Linked DNA regions of Mus musculus: regions 1, 3 and 4 are each linked to region 2. A link is a contact called in public Hi-C, HiChIP or PLAC-seq and promoter capture Hi-C data. All regions are on one chromosome and are shown on one strand. The core of a region is the stretch at or near the end of the contact, and the rest is flanking DNA. Distances in the headings are between cores, read along the strand shown.

Region 1 (4,698 bases), core at 594-3,093, 740 kb before region 2:
TTAATGAGTTTTCCATGATACTTTCAAGCGTGTTTATCAGGACGCAGCTCATCCTGCATCCAGGATCCTGTGTTATTGGGCAGGTGCTGAGCCCTTGAGCTCCACTGGCAGTGGTGCCCCTGCCTCTGCAGCGTGGGCCCCTAACAGGCAGTTCAGCTTCCGTCACCAGAACTTCTTACCTCGTAGGAGCTGCAGGCAAAGTGGAGCCAACTTCCTGCCTTCCTTCACCCCTTGGTTTTATGAACCTGCATGGACCCAGTCTGGGAACAGAGAAATCCCACAGTTGAAGGCCTGGAGTTGCCCATGAGAAGGAGCTCATTGGAAAAAAATCACTCCTCTAAAGTCGGGGAGGGTGGTACCATACCTTTAGCACGGCAAAGTGTCAGACTATAGGACAAGTACAGAGTGCAACTTTGGGGCGTTTCATCTCCAGGGTTGTGAGCATTGGGTGGAGGTGTACAGTTCTGAGGCCTGTACTTGTGTGTTTCCTGCAGCTGGCCATGGGCAAGATGATGGAGCAGGGCCCAGTGCTGATCGTTACCTTTCAGGCCCAGGTGGTGATGGTGATCAAGAACTCCAAAGGCGAGGTGTATGATGGTGACCCGGTGAGTGGTAATCAAGGGAATGGAGGTTTGGGAGTGCTTCTCACATACAGGGCCCTGTGCATTGCACGCCTCCCCAGCACAGAGCCAGGCAGAAGCACCACAAGTACGAATTGAGAGCTTTTTGAAGTCAGAGCACCGTTTCATCTGACCACTGACCAGAGCCAGCAGCCCGGGAACCCCTTCCCTGTCCCCCTCAGTAGCCCTTCTTTCTGTACACCCACCAAGCCTGACCCCTCACCCTGCCCGGTCTTCACAGGACAAGGTGCAGCGAATGCTGTACGTGTGGGCACTCTGCAGAGACCAGGAGGAGCTCAACCCTTATGCTGCCTGGCGCCTTCTGGACATCTCAGCCTCCAGCACAGAGCAGATCCTCTGAGGGCAGCAATGGAGTCTAGGCAGCTCGAGGCTAGACCATCATGGGACAGACACACAGAGACACTTTGCCACATCTGATACAGCTGTGAACAAGCTTCTGCCCCAAGTTCTTCAGGGCAGCTGTGAAACCAGCTGGACAAGGGAAGAGCTTGGGGTGTCTAGCAGGATGGGGACTGTCTCCCAGTGCGTCCGTCACAGGGGTTGCTGGCAGTGTCAGAAGGCCCCAGCCCAGGACTCCTGTCGGGTGAGGCCTGGCCTGCTGTTCTAAGTAGTCCACTGGCATTGCCTTCCAAGCCACTTTAGGTCCTTTTGTTTTGTTTTGTTTTTGTTTTTAAATCAGTGCTCTTACTTCCTGTACATAAGCCTAAGATCTGGACCTAATAAAACACCAAAGCGCAGAAGAGCAGTTTGAACGGTTTGAAGTGTACCTCTCTGCTGGGAAGGCTGGGACTGAGGGCCTGTCAGAGACCTAGGTCAGTGAAGGATTGTAGCCAGAGAGAGTGCTGCTTTCTCGGGCCAACACCCTGCCCTTTTGTGGGAAGAATAAGCATCCCAGCTGTCTGGGGTCTCAGTTGAATTCGGGGTTCCCTAAGGCTTCGGGGCTTAACTAACAGAGACTGGGGTAAGGGGTTGCCCGGGAAGAATACGGATACAGACACCGAGGTTAGGAGAGGCTTCCGTGGGAGAGGCGTAAATGCCCATGTCCTGGCGAGGTCCTGGGTGCTCTAGGAGCTGGAAGCTGAGGCTGTCTGGGCTGGCACAGCGGTGGGAAGGTTCAGCCTTCCGATAGGCAGGCCGGGGCGGGGTCACAAGCCCAGGCACCGCTCCTAACACAGCCACCACCCCCTCGCAGCCCCGCCCTCGTCGCCATGGGAACAGCCGCGGCGGCTGGGCTGGCGCGCGGCTCTCCTTCCTCCCTCGGTCTCCACCGCTCCAGGGGCGGGTGGGGTGGGCTGAGCCGGGGCTGCCACAGCCTCCGCCGCTACCACTGCCACCCGGGAAGACCAGAGCAAAGCAGCGCACGAGTTCCGAGAAAGAGAGAGAGAGAGGGGCTGCAGGGCGGCCGGTCCCCGTCTAGGACCAAGGGTGAGGGGGGCGCGTTGTAGCCCGGGAGTCGGCTACGGTGGGGGAGGGGGGTCTTGGGCCTTGGAGAACAAAGGGAGCGGGGCGGGGACCAGTTCAAACAGTGCAGCTCTGGTCTCTGTCCCAGCGCGATCGCACCTGTTGTGCGCGGGCTGGGCAGATCTAAGCTGACCTGTCCCGGCTCTCAGCGACCCCACCTGCGCGCACCGCTGGAGTTGAGTCCCCGCGTGGCTGTGGCGGCGGAGCGCACAGGCGGGGCATGGGCGTAGCCCGGAGACGACAACACGGACAGAGATGATGCTGTGGGATACAGCAAAGGGGCTACTCCAGAAGGGGTGGATGGAGGTGCAGGAAGGGCATAGCCTCATCCCCGCGGACCCCGGGGTGGGTACCCCTCTCTCCTCAGAGCGCGGCGATGTGAGCTATGAGTTCGGCGTGGACACTATCACCGGAGCCGCTGCCGCCGTCGACGGGGCCCCCGGTGGGCGCGGGCCTGGACGTCGAGCAACGCACGGTGTTCGCCTTCGTGCTCTGCCTGCTCGTGGTGTTGGTTCTGTTGATGGTGCGCTGTGTGCGCATACTGCTAGACCCCTACAGCCGCATGCCCGCCTCGTCCTGGACCGACCACAAGGAGGCGCTCGAACGCGGGCAGTTCGACTATGCGTTGGTGTGATGGGGAACCAGTCGGGGCAGGTCCTTAGGGTCATCCCCGTGGAGGGGTGCCACCAGCCTGGACTGTGCTCAGGGTTATGCCTAGATGCCCTAGCTCGAAGTTGAGGGCGTTCGGAGAAGTCCAGTCCTTACCTACCTTAGCTACCCATCTTCCTTCCTGGCCAGGCCAGAACCCCACCTGGTGCCTTTATCTACCCTGTCCCCTTCTCTCTACATACTTATCCTCATTGCTGATCCCTCAACACTGAGTCCCTGGTGAGTGAAGGACCCCGCACCAACCTCAGCTTTCCCCAACTACCAGGCATGCTACATTCTTTCCTGGAAATGCGGACACCTCTTATCTCTTATTTCTTTGTTATGGTCATCCTCAATTTCAGTGCACTCCTTGAGTCCTGGCCCTGGCAGGCAGGCTTTCTTCGACTCACATTGGACGCTGCCTACCTATAATGCACGGTACAGTTTGCCTCAGAGACAGACCCAGAAACCCCACCATGGCTGCTGCTTGTGTTGATAATATCTGGCACTTTATGTGCGGGAGTACAAGCAGGCTCATCCCCTTCCCAGACTCGGCCCCAGCACAGGTTAGAGTGCCTTTCCTTTGTCCCACCTCTCCCATGTCCCCCTTGTCCCCATGCCCTTCCCTTGCCTTTCACACCTCCCCGCCTCTGAACCGTGGCAATTATAATAAAAGCTATTATTGAGTGCTTACTGCATGTGAAGCAGATTGCTGAGTTAACCAGTCCTGTTCTTAGCCTGTTTGCTTCTGAGGGTTTGTGACAAACAGCCAACAAGCCAAGCTCCTGTTAGGATCCCCCATTCTACAAGCCAGGGGACGACTGGAAGTCCAAGCCGCTAAAATAACTTGCCCCCAAGCCATTGATCTGGAATCAAAACCCACATCTGCTCTTGCCTTTGACTGCTGCCTAATCCTGCAAACACCCAATTTCATACACAACCCTTCAGTAGCTTTGGAGGTGGGGGGCTAGTAACCACCTCCAGCCCCTCCCCCATGGTATAGTTGAGACAACCCCACACGGGGGGGGGGGGGACTATGGGGAGTTAGCCTAGAGGTTATTTTCTAAAACCATACCTATAACCCCCAAACTCCTGAGCCTGGTCCCTCTTGTCCCCATCCAGTGTGTCTTAGAAGCTGTGGGTTTGGCTTTGTGAGGCTGTGACTAGGGAGTGGGCTGGCTTGGCTCCACAATCTGCCTGGGAGATGTGTTGAGATCCTCAGGGAGCCGTGTGCAACGTGTGTGGGGAGAATTGAGCTTTTCTATAAAAGGAAAGCCATGCGAAGGCACAGCTCAGAGAACAGAAATTTTACTCTCAACTTGTTAGGCTTGGGGGAGGGTGCTATGGTGGGAGGGCATCTGTTTCCCCAAAGAGACCTAGCTCCCCGGGCCTGTGCAGTACTCCATACCCACAGAGCAGGTGGAGCTTCTGTGGAAAGAACTACAGCATAAAGGGGTAAGTGGTCTTGGGGTTCAACCATAACCGCAGCCACTCCCTGCAGCTCTGTAGTCCACACTATCCTAAAGCTCCTCCAGGTCTGCCTCCCTCATCCCTGTATTTCTCGGGGTGGTTAAGGTTCCAGCCCCAGTTTCAAGAGACACTCCCTTCTTCCTCCAGCCCTCTCTCTGCTAGTCCCCCTGGCAGTCCTCTCCATGGAACCAGGGCTTTGCTCCATCAAGTGGGCCACACGGCCAACTTCAGTCATCTATAGAAAACTTGCCCCTAATACCCATCCCCACAGAACCAGCCCTGCTTTTCTCTTCCATCTACATTTGTCAAAGAACCATCCACATGGTCACCAAGGAGCTCCTTATGCCAGATTAAGGTCACTCCAGAAAACAGCTTTGTAAATTGCCATTAAGTTTGTGAGTGCATGATATAGGTGTACATGCATGTTTATATAGCATGTGTTTGGCCAAACAACTTTCAGGGGCTTTTTTCTTCCTCA
Region 2 (5,032 bases), core at 2,492-4,991:
AGGTAAGTTTTCTCCTTTCCCCATATGGGTCCTAGAGATGGAGCTCATATCTCCAGGCTTGATAGCAAGTGTGTTTAACCACTGTGCCATCTTACTGGCACACAAAGGAATTCTTAAAAAGGGAAGCATGACGGGCATAGGCTGTCATTCCAGTTACCCAGGAAGCTGAGAAAGAAGAATCACACGTTCAAAGCCTGCCTGGGCTATAGAGAAAGTTCAAGGCCAACCTGGATAACTAAGCAAGACCTTGTCTCAAAAAAATAATATAGGGCTTAAGTTTAGCTCACTGGCAAAAACGTCTGCCTACCATGGTCAGTCTCTGAGTTTAACACTGTATACTGCAAAGTAAGTTAAATAAATTGGAAAAACAAAACAGTAGAGCCAGCAAAATGGCTTGTGGGTAAAGGTACTTTCTCCCAAGCATGACAAACTGAGTTCAATCTGACATCCACACAGTGGAAGGAGAGAGCCAACTGCCATGCACATGCTAGGAGATGCCAAGCAGGGCGTGGTGACGCTCGCCTTTTATCCCAGCCCTCAGGAGGCAGAGGCAGGCGGATTTCTGAGTTTGAGGCCAGCCTGGTCTACAAAGTGAGTTCCAGGACAGCCAGGGCTATACAGAGAAACCCTGTCTCGAAAAACAAAACAAAACAACAACAACAAAAAGAGTACATGCCCACATACAAACACATACACAGTAAATACATTCTAAGTAATAAAAAATTCAAGTAAAGTAGGGGTTAGTGATAGTTCAGTGGCAGAATGCTTTCTGCAAAAAATGAGTGAATGAATAGGGATGTGGCTCAGTTAGCAGCATGATTGCCTGGCATGCAAAAAGCCTTGAATTTAATCCTCAGGATCATATAAACTAGGCATACTGACACATACCTATAATCCCAACATGAAGGAGGACTTGAAGCCCAAAATCAAAACAAACCCAAGCAAATAACAACAATGACGACGATGACAACAACACACAACAACAACAACAACAACAACAACAACAACAACACACACACACACACACACACACACACTATGTGAGCTAGCCCCCACAGGGCAAAGAACTATACAGGGTGAACAACACAGACAACTCCAAGAGAGATGCTTTCCTGTGTGGATAGAATGATTTCCCTGGAGAACAGAATTTCGAAACAGCCCCTCCACCTAGTCATGCAAATATCTGAGATAACTGCAACATGCCGCGTTGAATAAACTCTCCAATAGGTGTAGATTCCTAAATATACGGCAGATAGCTTCCAGAAACTGGGAAACATTATGAGACAAGCCTTAAGCGACCAGCACGCCCACACCGGAAGTGTCATGTCTGAGATGGCAGAACCCTGAGATAGCCCCTGCCAACTGAGGGCCTTGAGATGTCCCTCTACTATGGGAATATTTCCCAGACAATCAGTATGTTTCAAGAACTTAGAAATGCAAAAACTCCGGTGTGAGCTGACCCGTCTCATACCCAATACACTCAGAGTCTGCCTTACTTCTTGGCAATGTTAAGCATCTTCAGTTTCTTCTTCATGCGGGGCCGGGAAGTGGTGGAGACTGATGTGTCCACCAGGGAAGAAGTGGACTGTGACACCTGGGAGAATTTAGAATATTGAGTCAATTGGAGGGAGAGGAAGGAGAGCTCTAAGGAGATCTAAGAAGGCAGAGAGGGTCACTAACGTGTAAATAGGAAAGGGCTGGGCTGCTGTGGTCAGCCAGACCAGCAGTAGGTCTTGGAACTCACCTTCCGCATAATCTTCCGGCCATAGAAAAGCACTTTGTCCCGCTTCCGGAACCGATACCGGGGACCCTCCGGGGCTGGAGTTTCTGGGGATTGGGGACGGGGAAGGGGGTGGAGGGAAGATGGTGCTTTGAGCTCCACGCAGGCTTCAACAAATCCCCACCCCAGCCGCTTGGTTTCTCCAGGTTTTGCAGCTTCCCCTCCATCCCTATAGTATTCCCTCAAAGGTTCCCCCCGAATCCTCACTCTGCACCCGCAGCCTTCGCACCACCAAGAGGATGAGCACGGCGGTGACCAGCACCGCCACTCCGGCCCCGATCATCACGCCCAGCACCTGCGGAACGAACGGCACAGGCTGGGCAACGCATATCCGTCTCCCCAAGCCCTCCTCCAGGGTCTTTTGAATCACCTCTGCCCCGGAGGAGGTTGTATTCAGTTCGTGACTCGGTGTCCCCATCTGCAGAATGGGTCAATGCGGTTTCCTTCCCATCCCCCTACGTGGGGGGAGCAACTAAGCCTTCCGAGAGACTAGGTCTCCCGCTATGCATGCCGGGAAACGTAGTTTCACCTGCACATGCCTGGTTCTCGGAGAGAGAATCGCGTGGTGCACGGCAAGACCGCCGGGAGTTGTAGTCCGGTACAAAAATTCCCCAACTCTTACCATTCCGGTTTGCAGTGGGGCCTCCATCGATTGTTTCGGACTAGGTAGCAGGTCTTGTAGCCTGCAGTCCTGGAAATCGAGGAGCAAAAGGGACCAGAACAAGATGTCAATCAAGCCTACCCAGCAGCGCCTACAGGCTCCTTACCCCTAGCTCGTCTCACAAGCCACGCCCCCTAGATACCTTTGGCTGGAGTGACTCCTCCATTCGCCGGGGTTGGGGTGAGAGCGTCTAGAGGGGTACTGCTAGACAGAAGGATAGGGGCAAGTTGATTTCCCCGCCCAGATCAAGGGATGAGACCAGCCCCCAGCTCTTTGTCCTACTTCACTTATGCATAAGGCGGACCAGACTCCGTAACGTTTTCATCTGCACCCTGTGGCCAAAAGGGTAGCCGTCCTGGCACCCACAGTCAGCAGCTCGCTGGCAGGTGCCCTTAAGCCATGATCTCTTCTGGCAGTGGTTCCTTCCTTAGCCTGGCCTTCCGTATGTCTGACTACTCTTGATTAACCAACCCTTAGGCGAGACCCCTTCCTACACCCTGTAAAGACGCGATGTCTCACTCCAGAAGAAACCAGGACCTGTAAGCCAGGAGGCTGAGGGACAATTGGACTTTGGGCTCCTGACCCAAGCCTGGGCCCATCAAGGAAGCTGGGGCGTGCACTGGAAGCACTGCTGTGCAATCTATTGAAAAGGGGGCTCTAGGGCCATCGGAGTAAGATGAGCTCCCAAAGTGTTATAGGCTCGGGCTTGGAGATTTAACTGTCACGTAAAAGGAAAGTTACCGGGTCTCGCGGTGCGGAGCATCCCTGGGATTAGTGAAATGATGCAGGATGTGTAACCAGGGACGCCGGAATTGGGGGAGGGTAGGAGGAACGACGCACTGGAAAGTTACTGAGATCCGGAGATACACATAACTACTTAGGAGTCTAGGAGCTTCCAGGAAGATACCGGGGAAGGTAGGAACGCTACCGGGACTCTCCTGGGACGCTGGAGATCTTTCTGATGCCTTTAGACTATTATTAATGGGAATTTAGAAGGATCGCAGGGCCCTGAGATGTTACCTGGAAAATTGTTAGATTGACTACTTCCATTCCGTACTCCAGGTCGCATCTGACTACCGATGCGGAAACACCGGGACAAGGAACTTAGGAATGGGGGTGGGGTGGTATTGGAGCATCAAAAAGTCGGGACCTACCCGGAATCAGGACAAATCGATCCGGGGCAAAGCTGAAGCTCTCTAACAGTCCTCGAAGGGACACCTTTGCTCGGTCGATGGAAACTCGTACCATTCAGGAGCTGCAACCAGGTCCACCCAGCTTCGGCCAACACCCCTAGTTTTCTGCCCGCTGCCTCAGACGCGGCACCTTTAAATTATTCCGCTGCAGGACACGCCCCATCCCCGCCTCCCGCCATGCTTGGAAGGTCGCACTGCGCCAGCCATGCCTAGTGTGGCGGCCTCTTAAAGGAGCTGACGATTTATGAAAGGGCTGCCTCACCTGTTACAAATTAGACCACCGCATTTACATTCCCTTTTATTTAACAGCCGCCCTACATGCCCTCCCTTTCCCCTGTGTCCGATTCGATCAGCCCAAGCCCTCACAAGGCCTGTCAGACGCAGATCTTTTAAAGCAAATTCTAAAAATAAATAAGCTGGGGTCCCAGCAGTACATGGGGATAAAGTCTAGTGGCAATCATCTTGGATCAGTTCACCAGCAGCGAATGGTCCTCCGGGGAGTCCCTGGAAGAGAGAAATGGAAAAAAGAGGCACCCAGTCTCTCTGGCACACACTTCTTCCCCCAGCCTCTAATCAATCCACAACCCAGATCTGGGGCTCCAACCTTCCACAGCAGCAGAAAAGGCTACAAGCTGAGCCACTGCCACGACGGAACTTGCCAGATGTGGGGCTATCCTGGCACTGCTCGATGTAGGCCTGGAGCTCACTCTTCTCTGTGCCAGTACCTCCTGGGTGCTGGAAAGAGACGATTCCCCGAACTCAGCATGAAAGATGGTCCTGACCTCTAGTGCTCTTTAGGTCCGGCCAACTGGACATCCTGCTGTTGCTCTGATGTGACCACTCTGGGTCTCATTTCTGGACCTTTGCTTTGTGGCTTGCTTCACTGTAGAAATCTTCCCTATCCCCGGATGTGGCCGCAGGTCTCAGGCTCATTGGTTCAGTGCCTTCTGCTGCGGGCCAGAAGCCTAGACTGGTATTTAGTAACCCAGCATCTCAGCTGGAACAGTGTAAAAGAGTTAGTGGGCATAAGGCCTGAACTCCTGCATCCACGGGTCCTGCGTGATATCCAAGTGTTGCAGCGAGACTCAGTGTGGCTGCTTAGGGCCTGGGTGACAGTAATGTACCTGTGGTAGAGCTTCTATCCATGTGGGAAAGAGTGCACACATCCACTGCCAGTGCCTCAGAATGAGGCAGAGTCCCCGAACATTCTCCCTGTGACTTCCTGGCACCACTGCTATTTCTCCAGGTCCTTTCTGCCTCCCAGTCTTTGGATGTTCCTTTCTACAAGTATGCTCTTCCTCGGGCTCCCATCTCCTCAATCTAGAATTCTCAAGAGATGAAGGGAATGTCCCAAGCAGCCACCTAGCTGCACTGACTTTTGGATAGTTATGTATATTT
Region 3 (5,164 bases), core at 1,341-3,840, 830 kb before region 2:
GTCCCTTCTATTTCTGCTCTGAGGTAGAGAACAGGTGCACACCTGGGGCACAACCAGTACAGCCCTAATTTCCTAAAAGTGGTTATCCAGACATTGAGGCACATGTGTATCTTTAAGCCCAGCTGGGACAGAGGATAAGGAGTTTGAAGCCAGTCTGAGCTACATGAAACCTGTCTCAAAGCACCTAGATGGTACTAGGACTATTGGCAAAGTGTTTGCCTAGCTTCCATGAGGCACTGGCTTGGATCCCCAGAAGTTCATAAACTGAGTGCGGTAGTACATTCCTAGAATCCTCGCACCTGGGAAGTAGAGGCAGGCAGATCAGAATTTCAAAATCATCCTCAGCTAGGAAGCTAGTTGGAGACCAGCCTGAGATATATGAGACCCTATCTCAATTTAAAAATATAAAAATTAGCTAGATGTAGCAGTATACACTTTTAATCCCAACATTCAGAAGGCAGAGGCAGGCAGATCTCTGAGTTCAAGGCTAGCCTGGTCTACAGAGTGTGTTCCAGCATAGCCAAGGCTATACAGGAAAACCCTGTCAAAATTTTTTTTAATTAAAAAAATTTAAAGGCCACATGTGTGGCACATGCCTTTCATTTCAGCACTCAGGAGGATCTCTAAGCATTTGAGACTAGCCTGGTCTACATAGTGAGTTCCTGGACAGTGAGTTACACATAGTGAGAAAGCTCTTGCCACCAAGCCTGATAACCTGAGTTTGACCCCATGGATCCACAGAGTGAAAGGAAAGACTTTGCAAATTATCTCCACATGGGCACTGTGCATACTGATCCACACACACGCGCACACAATAAATAAATAAATGTAAGTTGGATAAAAATATAAACAGGTTATTCAACTTTCCTGACCATCTCAGCTCCAGGTATGAGTCAGCTTGTCCCCATGTTGAATTAACTTAAATCCCTTTTCCTCTCTATACTCATCTCAGTGGCTGCTAAACTGACCTAGCCATTCTTTGCCGATTCCCCTGTTAGTCTAACAAGAGCTTAAAGATTTCTTCTTGGTACCAAAGAGCCATACAACACAGACATGAATTAGACCTAATGCTCAGGAGTATCTCAACCTGGTAGGGAAGCCAAAAATGTTATCTACATGAAAGAAGGTGCACTGGAGCTGGAGGAGGTGCCCAAGGAGGAGGAGATGATCCTAGAAAGTTCTGAGGAGAGAAGCAAATGAATAAAGAAAGTTGGCAAGACAGTGGGTTCCTCGATCTGAGGACAAGTAGAGCCTAGTAGAGGTTCAGGGACAGAGTTCATCCTCCTTGCCATTGCTCCACCTTGGCTCTTGAGGACAAGGGGCAGTGGTGTCAGATAAGAAATGGGACTTCAGGGATCCCTGACAGGTGTTTTCCAACACTGGGGGCCATTTTTCTCCCAGGATCAAAGGGCAGAGGTTGGGAGTGGCCCAGATAGCAGAATGGGAAAAAAAAAAAAGCCAAGCTTGGCTTTCTATGGGTACGGTGGAAGCTTGAAGGTGCACGACCTGTCTGTAGAAGAGCAGGCAAGGCAAAAGCAGGGATCCTGGTCCTCAACCTGGCCTGGGATTTTGCCTTGACACCTGCTGGGACTTCACAGTTTTTTCTGAGATGAAGCACCCAGTGACAGGACTCTTGGGGGATGCTTCATGCCCCTGAGAACTGGCCTTGGGTAACTGAATCCTCCAGTACCTGCTTTCCAGGAGGCCAAGAAAGAAGACAAAGATGGTTCCCTGACCACAGGGCTGGGAATCCTGTTGCAGCTGAGAGTATTTTGCAGTTCATTGGATCCTTAAATTTTCATTCCTGCTTAGCAGATGGGGACACTGAGTCCCACACAGAATAATCTTAGCCCCTTGCCTAGATTACACAGGGAGGAAAGGCAGGGAATGCAGTCTGGAGAGTCTTCAGGGTTCTGAGCTTAACTTCACATCCCCTAACTAGGCAGAAGAAGGGCATCAAAATGCATTTCTGGCTAAGTGAATTTCTCCTCAATTGGAATCCACCCTCAGGTTCCTGCAGCCCCTAAACCTCTTGAGTCTTGCAAAGGAAGCACTTCAGAATGAAAGTGAGGGATCTGGGAGTAAGTAGCTGGGGACACTTCATCTCTACCCATCTACCTCCAGTAGTACCAGGAATTCTTGTTATGCCCAACCTCCCAAGAGACACTGAAGAGTTCAAAGGATACAGAATACAGGGAGACTTCAACAAGTGGAGAAGGACAAGTGAGAAGAGAAAGCAATATGCCCAAACCGGGGCAAGGTAGGTATAGCTAAGGACAATACCTTGGGCATGGACAACCGGCATCCAGGCCCCAACAAAACAGGCAACCAGGCAGGCAAAAAGCCACAGTTTCATAGTGAAGGTTAGATCTCCTCTCCAGATACCTGAAGGTTTAAGGGGGCCACCTATAAAAGTGGAAGGAAAGACATCAGTATCTCAAGCCACCCCTGGAACTCTCTGAAAGAGAGGCAGATGGCAAAGGACTTGCTCTAGCCTCTGCTGTAGTCAGAAAAAGACTCACCAATGCCTTTCTGGTCCTGAGAGCTGGTGCCTGCTTGTAGCGTGTATTGCCTATGGGATCAGTGAACTGGCTTCATTCTTTATAGTCAGAGCCCCACCCTGCAGTGACCTGCCCCCTCTCTTCTCTCCCTCCCTCCTCCTGCTCCTCCTCTCTACCAGCTCTGTGAGACTTGGGACTTCTCTCTCCTTCAGATAGACCAAGTCCTATTTTACATCTGTCTCTGCAGGTTACCTGCCCCATGAACCTTGAGGCACTTTATGCAGCCAGGCCTCTCAATCAGTATCCCCTCCCAATACCTTATTATGTGAGGTCCAATACTGTCCGCAGCCCTCTCCCTTACAAGCTTTTTATTCCATCTCCTCACGGATCTTTTTATAGTTAGCTGCGTTTAAAAGTTTTATTATTTCTAATTTTTATTATTATTTTGTACATGAGAACAGGGCACACATAAATCATGGCGTATCTGTGGGGTCAGAGGACAACAATCTATTCTTTCCTTCCACCTTGTGGGTCTTGGGGATGAAACAAAGGTCATCTGATTTGGTGGCAGGTGCCTTTACTCACTGAGCCACGGAGCCATCTTGCCTTTTCTTGCTCTCTTGCTCTGTCCTGGCCTTAACACGTTTTCCTGAAATTTCATAATTTCTTTCTTTTTCTTTTCCTGTTTGTTTGTTTGTTTGTTTTTGTTGTTTGTTTTTTTTGAGACAGACTTTCTTTGCGTAACAGAGCCCTGGCTGTCCTGGACTCACTTTGTAGACCAGGTTTGTCTTGAACTCACAGAGATCCGACTGCCTCTGCCTCTGCCTCCCAAGTGCTGGACCATAATGTTATTTTTTAGTTGCTGAATAAAATTCCAGTTGCTGGCCCACTTTTAAAATTGTATTTATTTGGGAGGCTGGGGACATGAGAACCATGGTGATCTGGGGGCAACTTTGCAGAGTCAGTGGAGCTTGGAATCAAAGTAAGGTCATCAAGTTTTGCAGCAAACTCCTTCAGCCAGCTCCCGGTCTGGAAAGGTACACTTTCAGTGGGGCAGTGAGTGATACGGAATGAAAGCCATTCTAACAAAACTGTTTGTAACCACAACACTGGAAAGAAAGTAATGTTCTGGTTTGGAATGTGAAGCCAGGATCCAGGTGACAGCGTCTGTTGTCTGCAGGAAGCAAAACAAGATTCATTTTGAAAGCATTTCTTCTTTCCTTTGGTTAACTTGACCCTCTGGGGGATAGGGGCAAAGTGTTTAGGAAGATGGGGCGGGGCTGGACGGGGCGGGGAGGAGGAACGGGGAGGCCTGCCACAAGAACTCACAACTAACCGCTTTTAACTTTTCATCACTCGCATCCGCAGCTAGCGACACGTCCTTTCTCTGGGTATTCCTCACACTCCGAACCTCCTGTTGTATTTAATTCTACTTAGTCGGGGTCTTTTGCCCTCTCCCACCCCCTACCCCACTCCGCGGGGCAGTGGAGGGTGCTGGCCGGCTGCAGGTGAGTGAAGCTTAAGGCCCCCCAGGATGATTAGAGCTTAGAGTTCCACACACCAGAGCAAGTCATAAAGCTTTGGTCTGTGTTTGGAGAATAGCACCAGGGGGCGAGTTTTGAGGAATGGCACCTGAGGATGAATCTTGATGGTGTAGATTTGAGTAGTTTTGGTGGGTAGAACTTTACAGCCAGTTTTCAAATGAGGAAGATATAAACAGAAGAGCTTATGAAACCAGGGGGTGCTTTCTGGGTGGGGCTTACTCCGAGGGTGTGGCGTGCAATCCAGCCACTGCAGCAGATGGAGTCTTCTTGTAGAGGGGATGCAAGCCCTCACCCCTACCCTTCAGATCCATGAGCTTCTCAGGTTCCTCGGCTTCTGGATCTGGGTGGGTGAGGCTGGGTTAGGACGCTGCTCAGCGTGGCTACAGGCTTGGAGACGCAGCGTGGCAAACCAGAACCTACTGAAGCCAAGTGTCAGGGGGAGTTACTAGGAATGTGTGCCCATTTTCCCCAGCTTGGGGGTCAGGGCTTGACCCACTAGCACCCTTCATAGGGAAGAGGAGAGGAAGTCTAAGCGAGTAGCTTGTCTGCTCAAGATGTAGACAGGACTGCGAGTAGGAGACAGGATGTTCAAAGGTCCCAAGGATGTGAATTAAAGACAAAGTGCTAGGCTGGGAACGTGGCCTAGGATGTATGAAACTTAAGGTTCTAACATTACTTCCACATAAAACCGGTGACACAGATCCGTAATCCTAGCATTTGGAGAGTCAGATGAAAATAAATATCACACACACACACACACACACACACACACACACACACAGAGAGAGAGAGAGAGAGAGAGAGAGAGAGAGAGAGAGAGAGAGAGAGAGAGAGAGAGAGAGAGAGCAAGCGAGCATGGATAGCTTAAACATCCAAATTCAAGGTCTGCCTGGACTGCAGTGAGTTCAGTGAGTTTAAGAGCAACTTAGTGGCCTGGAGAGATGGCTCAGCGGTTAAGACCACTGACTGCTCTTCCAGAAGTCCTGAGTTCAAATCACAGCAACCACACGGTGGCTCACAACCATCTGGAATGGAATCCGATGCCCTCTTCTGGTGTGTCTGAAGACAGCTACAGTGTACTTGTATAAATGAAATAAATCTTTCTTAAAAAAAAAAAAG
Region 4 (5,207 bases), core at 812-3,311, 670 kb before region 2:
ACTCAAAGACCTCCCCAACCCCAAAATCCAACACCTATAAGATAGGGGCAGGTGGGCGCTTTAACATCTTCCTTCAAAAAATGGCCTTGTAAAGGAAAGCTAGATTTATCTGACCTTTTGAAATGAAGATTTCCTCTTCTGAATGAAGAAATCAATTTATCCAGCCCACATGGGGAGGATCAAAGAGAAACCATTCTTTTTTTTTTTTGTTTTTTTTTGTTTTTTTTTTTTTGGTTTTTCGAGACAGGATTTCTCTGTATAGCCCTGGCTGTCCTGGAACTCACTATGTAGACCAGGCTGGCCTGGAACACAGAAATCCACCTGCTTCTGCCTCCTAAGTGCTGGGATAAAAGGCATGCGCCACCACTGCCCGGCGAGAAACCATTCTTTAAACATCTTGTGGTAGCTGTTATTCTGTGTAGCCCAGGTCTAGCTTTGAGTGTGAATGGTCCCAGGAAGCCAGGAATCAGCTCCCTCCCCCACTCACCGGTTCTGCTCCTCGAGCTTGGCCAGTAGTTCTAGCTCATCTGGGCTGAGATTCTCGGAGTCAGAGGTTGGGGAGCAGGTGGGTGCTGACAGGGCCTCTTGAGATGAGGAGTCCGGGCTCAGAGTGGGGCTTGCCATGGTGGGCAGGCTCATCAGCCAGGGGGATGCCAGGTTACAGCTCTGTCTAGGGAGATACATATCGTTAGCACTAGGTAGATGTCTACCTTGACCTGTCAGCTCTGAGCCAGCAAAGTCTGTCTGCTTACCCTGAGAATACTCCATCATTGCAGACTTTCCATTCCTGGTCCACCCCTACTTGTACTATAGATTCTATGTGCTACAACCAACAACCAAGGCTCAAATCCAGCAGCAAGGCCTGTGCCAGAGGTTTCCTGTCACTGGAGGGCCTAAGGATCTAATGTGAAACTTCAGGGGGGCACAGAAACCCCTGTTCTGGTCACCTCTTTTGGACAGTGTTCTGTCCTCTGCTGTGGCTTGCCCTGGGTGCCTCATGGTAGCATTTGACTTGCCCTGTCTCAAGAACAGTATGTTACTGGCACAGACCAAGCAGTTATTCTCTATTGTTGTCTGGTGCTGTCAAAGGCTGGAGCAGTAATGTCTCCTTGGCCTGGAAAGCCAAGGCCACATCAAAGTGCCAGGAATTGGTACCCTAGGGAATGCATGGGGGTGGGGGTGGGCTGAGGTTCAGAGGGGGCATCCTGGTTCCAATATTCACATGCCAAGCCTTCTTTACTACTTTTCCTGGGGCCATCTGCCTAGCCTTCTGGGGACTTTTGAAGACACTGACCGCTTGATTTTTGCCTGTCCGGTGACAAAAACAAAGGCTGAAGGCTGGGAGATGGCTCGGTCTGTAAAGGATTTGCCATATAAGCATGAGGACCCAAGTTCAATCTCGAAAACTCATGTGAAAATGCTGGTGTGGTAGTGTGTGCTTTATCTCAATGCTGGGGAGGTAAAGACAGAAGGGTCCTTGAGTGTACTAACCAATCAGCCTAGCTAAACTGGTAAATTTCAGACCATTGAGAGGCCCTGTCTTAAATAGACAACAACAATAATACCCGCAACAACAATAACATAAAAAAACCCAAAACAACTAAAAACCAAGGGGATAACCTCAGCTATGGCTCAGTGGTTAAGAGCACTTAGTGCTCCTTTCCAAGTTTGGTTTCCAGCATCCCCATTAGGTGGCTCACAACAGCCTGTGACTTCAGATCCAGGGGATTAGACTCCTCTTTAAGGAAATCACATGCCGTACATTCAGACAGACACACCTAAAATAAAGATATAAGACATATACAAAGCAAAGTGAACAGCAACTAAGAACAGCAGCTGTGGCTATCCTCCCATCTCCACAAGAGCACTTACTCACATATGTGCAACTCTGCACACATACAGAAATAAAGCAAACCAAAAGGTGTGTGTTAGCCGGGCGTGGTGGCGCACGCCTTTAATCCCAGCACTCACGAGGCAGAGGCAGGTGGACTTCTGAGTTCGAGGCCAGCCTGGTATACAAAGTGAGTTCCAGGACAGCCAGTGCTATACAGAGAAACCCTGTCTCGAAAAACCAAGGTGGGGGTTGTGTGGGGGAAAAAAAGGTGTGTGTTGATGTAGAATGATGTATTTAAAGCCTGGCTCTCTGCCAATGAGTTGTGTGAATTTTAGGGTAGTCACTGAACTTCTCTGGTCTCTAGAGACTAGGGTCCTTCAAAGGGAAGGTTGTGAACCAAGCATATTACATATAGCATATGACATGTTTGTCCACCAATGTAGGCCATTATGATCTATCCTGGGGCTAGAGCTGTAGGTCTTGCTGAGAGTTGAGGTTCCTGGGGTCTGTTGAGGCATGTAGAGGATTGGAGGTGGAGTTGGCATTTTCCTGGTAGGGAACATTTCTAGGATCATAAAATGCTTTGGAATGGGCTGAAAAAAATGGCTTAGTGGATAAAACACATGCCAATGAAGGCATGAGCTTGGATTCTGACGGTCTACCTAAGCTGGACATAGTAGCACACACACTTTGTAATCTCACCCCTCCTTCAGTGAGATGGGAGATAGACACAGGAGAATCCCTAGAAACTTGTAGGCCAATTAGCTTGGTGTACAGAGTGGCTACCAACAGCAGACACTGACACCCAAGGTTATTCTTAAGACTTCCATATGCACAGCATGGTACACACATACTTGTACTCACACACATGAACATGCCCATACCCACAGAAACACACATTAAAATAGAAAAAGGAAAGGCTCTGGGGGGGAAGGTGGAGCCTGGGGAGCATGTTCCTTTTGTCTAGCTATAGTTCCTCTTGGTGAACCTAGGCCATATGCAGGGGTTGAGAACCTCAGGCTGTAGAGGCAGAAAGAAATCTCTGCTCCTGATTTCTGATTACATAGCATGGTACCTTCACACTTGCCCACCTCCTTCTGTGCTCTATTCCAGAAGTCTGTTCCTTGTGCCTGAACCCAACTTGACCCAGTTCTGACTCATGGCCACAGAAAGGGCCTCACATGGTCCCTGCAAAGGGAACATCTGATTCCTTAGGTAGTGGGGAACAGACACAATGTGAGAGAACACTGTTTACCTGTCTGCAGTAAGCACCTTTTTATAGTGTCCAATCAATTCCAGGATTCCCAGGTAAGCTGGATTTCACCTTAGTCCTGAGCTTAGTTCTGGGCCTCTCTCCACTGATGCCTTATTGCAGGTGGATCTTGGGGCTTCACAGCTCTCATTTCAGCTTTTGAGAATCTCAGAATCCTTGCTCCTCAGGAACCTCTATCCCTTTAGGACAAGGACAGCTCTGAGGGCTTCCCCAACTCTATTTGGGAGCAGAAAACTCTGGATTTTGGTTTTCGTGTGTGTGTGTGTGTGTGTGTGTGTGTGTGTGTGTGTGTTTACTTGCAATGTGGAGTCCTGAGGTTGAATTAGCCTTGTCAGGAATCATTCTTGACCACCCTTCCACCTTATTCATTGAAGTGGGGTCTGTCAAGCAAAACCCAGAGCTTGTGAGCTAGAAGTACAGGCAGACTGCCACCACCTGATATTTATGTGGGTTCTAAAGATATTTATGTGGAACACTAGTCCTAAACCTTGTATAGCAGGCACTTTAATCCCACCCCAGCCCAGGGTTATAGATTTCGGTGAGTGCCAGGCTGGCTGAGGATGACCAGTCCCAAAGGTTTATCAGCAGTTATAAACTGCTGAACTAGGAGTTAATCATTTGGGGGGGGTTTGGGTGGGGAAAGGGAAGGAGGGAGGGAGAAGGAGGGAGAGAGGGAGAGAGGGAGGGAGAAAGAGAGAGTCAGAGAGAGACATAGAGACAGAGACAGAGACAGAGAGTGGGGCTGCTACAGGATCTCCTGCAGTGTCAATCTGTGGCTAGACAGGGCTGTGGTCACAAAGTGCTAAAGCAGAATGATCTTCCTAGGCAAAGCTAGTCTCCAGAACTGGGAGAACATGGAAAGAAAAGATAGTAGAGGCAGGATGAGGGTTCCAGAACTACTGCTGAATTTGGAGAGCATTGAGAGCTCAGGGCAAAGGCACCTATGGATAATGAGGTAGCCTGGGACTACCTAGTACCTGATAAGGAGAGAGGACCCAGCTTTAGGATGGACTCCACCCACCTCTCCTTATTCATACACTTTCATACGCATACATACTCTGATATATACACATTCACACACATTCATGCACATACAGTTTCACCTACGCCTACTTGGGCATATATACATATATTCTGAAACACATATACAACACATACACACATTGTCAGATTTATGCTCTTGGGGGTACATATGTACTCCTTCACATTCAGACATACCACATCCACACAGGTACTAGTCACCCAAACATATTCTCTTGAGGTTCATCGATATTCACACTCTAACTCATCAGCGTTGTGGGCCTGTGGCATGGCTGGTAGGGTTCTCTTGACTAGTTTAATAGAGGTGGGAAGACTCACTGTGGGACTCAAAGAAAGTGAGCCTATTGCTCTCTGCTTCCAGATTGTGAACTCAATGTGTCCCCACAATTTCTGCTGCTGTGACCACCCTGACATGATGGAATGACACAAAATTGTGAGCCAAAATAAACCCTTTTCCCTGAAGGTGCTTTTGTCAGGACACTGTATCACAACAGCAGAAAAGAAACTAAGACAGTCACGTAGGTTAGTCTCAAGCTTGCGATCCTCCTTCAGCCTCCTGAGAGCTGGGATTCACAATTATGAGCCACCACATCTGTCTGGCTCACGGCCGAGCAAAGATGGTGCTGGTGTCCAACGATTGTGAGGGATAGAAAAGCCAACATTAAGCGTCTCTGAATTCTCTTCCTTTTCCCTCTCTGGGATTTGGGCACTGCTGGCCATTGTTTCTTTTTCTTGAAGCCCTCTCCTATATAGTCAATAAGGAGAGCCTCCTGCTTCTCTTCCTATCTCTTTGGGCAGGGCATCTTAGTCACCTGTGTGTCACCTCTCCCTCTAAAGCCTTGCACGGGTGTCTTGTAGCCTGGGCTGGCCTCAGACTCACTAAGTAGCCAAGGATGCCTTTGAACTCCTGATCTCTCTGCCTCCATCTTCTAAATGCTGTGATAACAGGCCTCTGTAATCTTGTCTAAGAGAGACAGAATCCAAGATTGTGTGCCCGCCAGACTGATAAATCCTCAGTGCATTTTTAGGGTTTATTTTATTTTTATTTAAATTTTTTTT

Evidence for each region. Hi-C and Micro-C count contacts between places; a contact is called where the count stands out from the background. HiChIP or PLAC-seq counts read pairs in DNA pulled down with a chosen protein or histone mark. Capture Hi-C pulls out chosen DNA fragments and counts their contacts.
Region 1: a contact with region 2 is called in a Hi-C map of LSK cells, with 6 times the contacts expected there. The contact joins the promoter of Ctxn1 here to the promoter of Pnpla6 in region 2. A contact is called at or near these places in 17 of 39 promoter capture datasets (the 3T3-L1 cell line, the C10 cell line, the HPC-7 cell line and 9 more), 1 of 15 datasets of contacts at CTCF or cohesin (large pre-B cells), 10 of 484 Hi-C or Micro-C datasets (B cells, CD4 T cells, LSK cells and 5 more), 17 of 115 datasets of contacts at active chromatin or transcription factors (astrocytes, bone marrow-derived macrophages, effector CD8 T cells and 8 more) and 4 of 9 other capture datasets (adipose tissue, embryonic stem cells, liver and 1 more).
Region 3: a contact with region 2 is called in an H3K4me3 HiChIP or PLAC-seq map of bone marrow-derived macrophages, with 5 times the contacts expected there. The contact joins the promoter of Ccl25 here to the promoter of Pnpla6 in region 2. A contact is called at or near these places in 3 of 39 promoter capture datasets (hippocampal neurons, liver and pre-B cells), 1 of 484 Hi-C or Micro-C datasets (CD8 T cells) and 3 of 115 datasets of contacts at active chromatin or transcription factors (bone marrow-derived macrophages, embryonic stem cells and pro-B cells).
Region 4: a contact with region 2 is called in a promoter capture Hi-C map of adipose tissue, with 5 times the contacts expected there. The contact joins the promoter of 4932443L11Rik here to the promoter of Pnpla6 in region 2. A contact is called at or near these places in 4 of 39 promoter capture datasets (the HPC-7 cell line, hippocampal neurons, liver and 1 more), 2 of 484 Hi-C or Micro-C datasets (CD8 T cells and muscle stem cells), 1 of 115 datasets of contacts at active chromatin or transcription factors (astrocytes) and 2 of 9 other capture datasets (adipose tissue and macrophages).

The regions. Positions count from the first base shown.
Region 1 is chr8:4,256,419-4,261,116 of GRCm38.p6, reverse strand. Ctxn1 (cortexin 1) reads left to right here and starts at 1,843. Exons shown (of 2, transcript NM_183315.2): 1 at 1,843-2,066; 2 at 2,470-3,471. The coding sequence starts at 2,488. The coding sequence ends at 2,736. It overlaps Timm44 (translocase of inner mitochondrial membrane 44), which reads left to right. Exons shown (of 13, transcript NM_011592.2): 12 at 495-605; 13 at 862-1,386. The coding sequence ends at 981.
Region 2 is chr8:3,514,120-3,519,151 of GRCm38.p6, reverse strand. It overlaps Pnpla6 (patatin-like phospholipase domain containing 6), which reads right to left and starts at 3,741. Exons shown (of 35, transcript NM_001122818.3): 1 at 3,596-3,741; 2 at 2,584-2,642; 3 at 2,403-2,471; 4 at 1,988-2,075; 5 at 1,745-1,827; 6 at 1,497-1,594. The coding sequence starts at 2,607. It overlaps Mcoln1 (mucolipin 1), which reads right to left. Exons shown (of 14, transcript NM_053177.1): 13 at 4,239-4,369; 14 at 3,920-4,138. The coding sequence ends at 4,102.
Region 3 is chr8:4,347,014-4,352,177 of GRCm38.p6, reverse strand. Ccl25 (chemokine (C-C motif) ligand 25) reads right to left here and starts at 2,590. Exons shown (of 6, transcript NM_009138.3): 1 at 2,523-2,590; 2 at 2,284-2,406. The coding sequence starts at 2,356.
Region 4 is chr8:4,178,951-4,184,157 of GRCm38.p6, reverse strand. It overlaps 4932443L11Rik (a long non-coding RNA gene), which reads left to right and starts at 2,061. Exons shown (of 5, transcript XR_003947498.1): 1 at 2,061-2,386. It overlaps Evi5l (ecotropic viral integration site 5 like), which reads right to left. Exons shown (of 20, transcript NM_001346730.2): 2 at 488-670. The coding sequence starts at 624.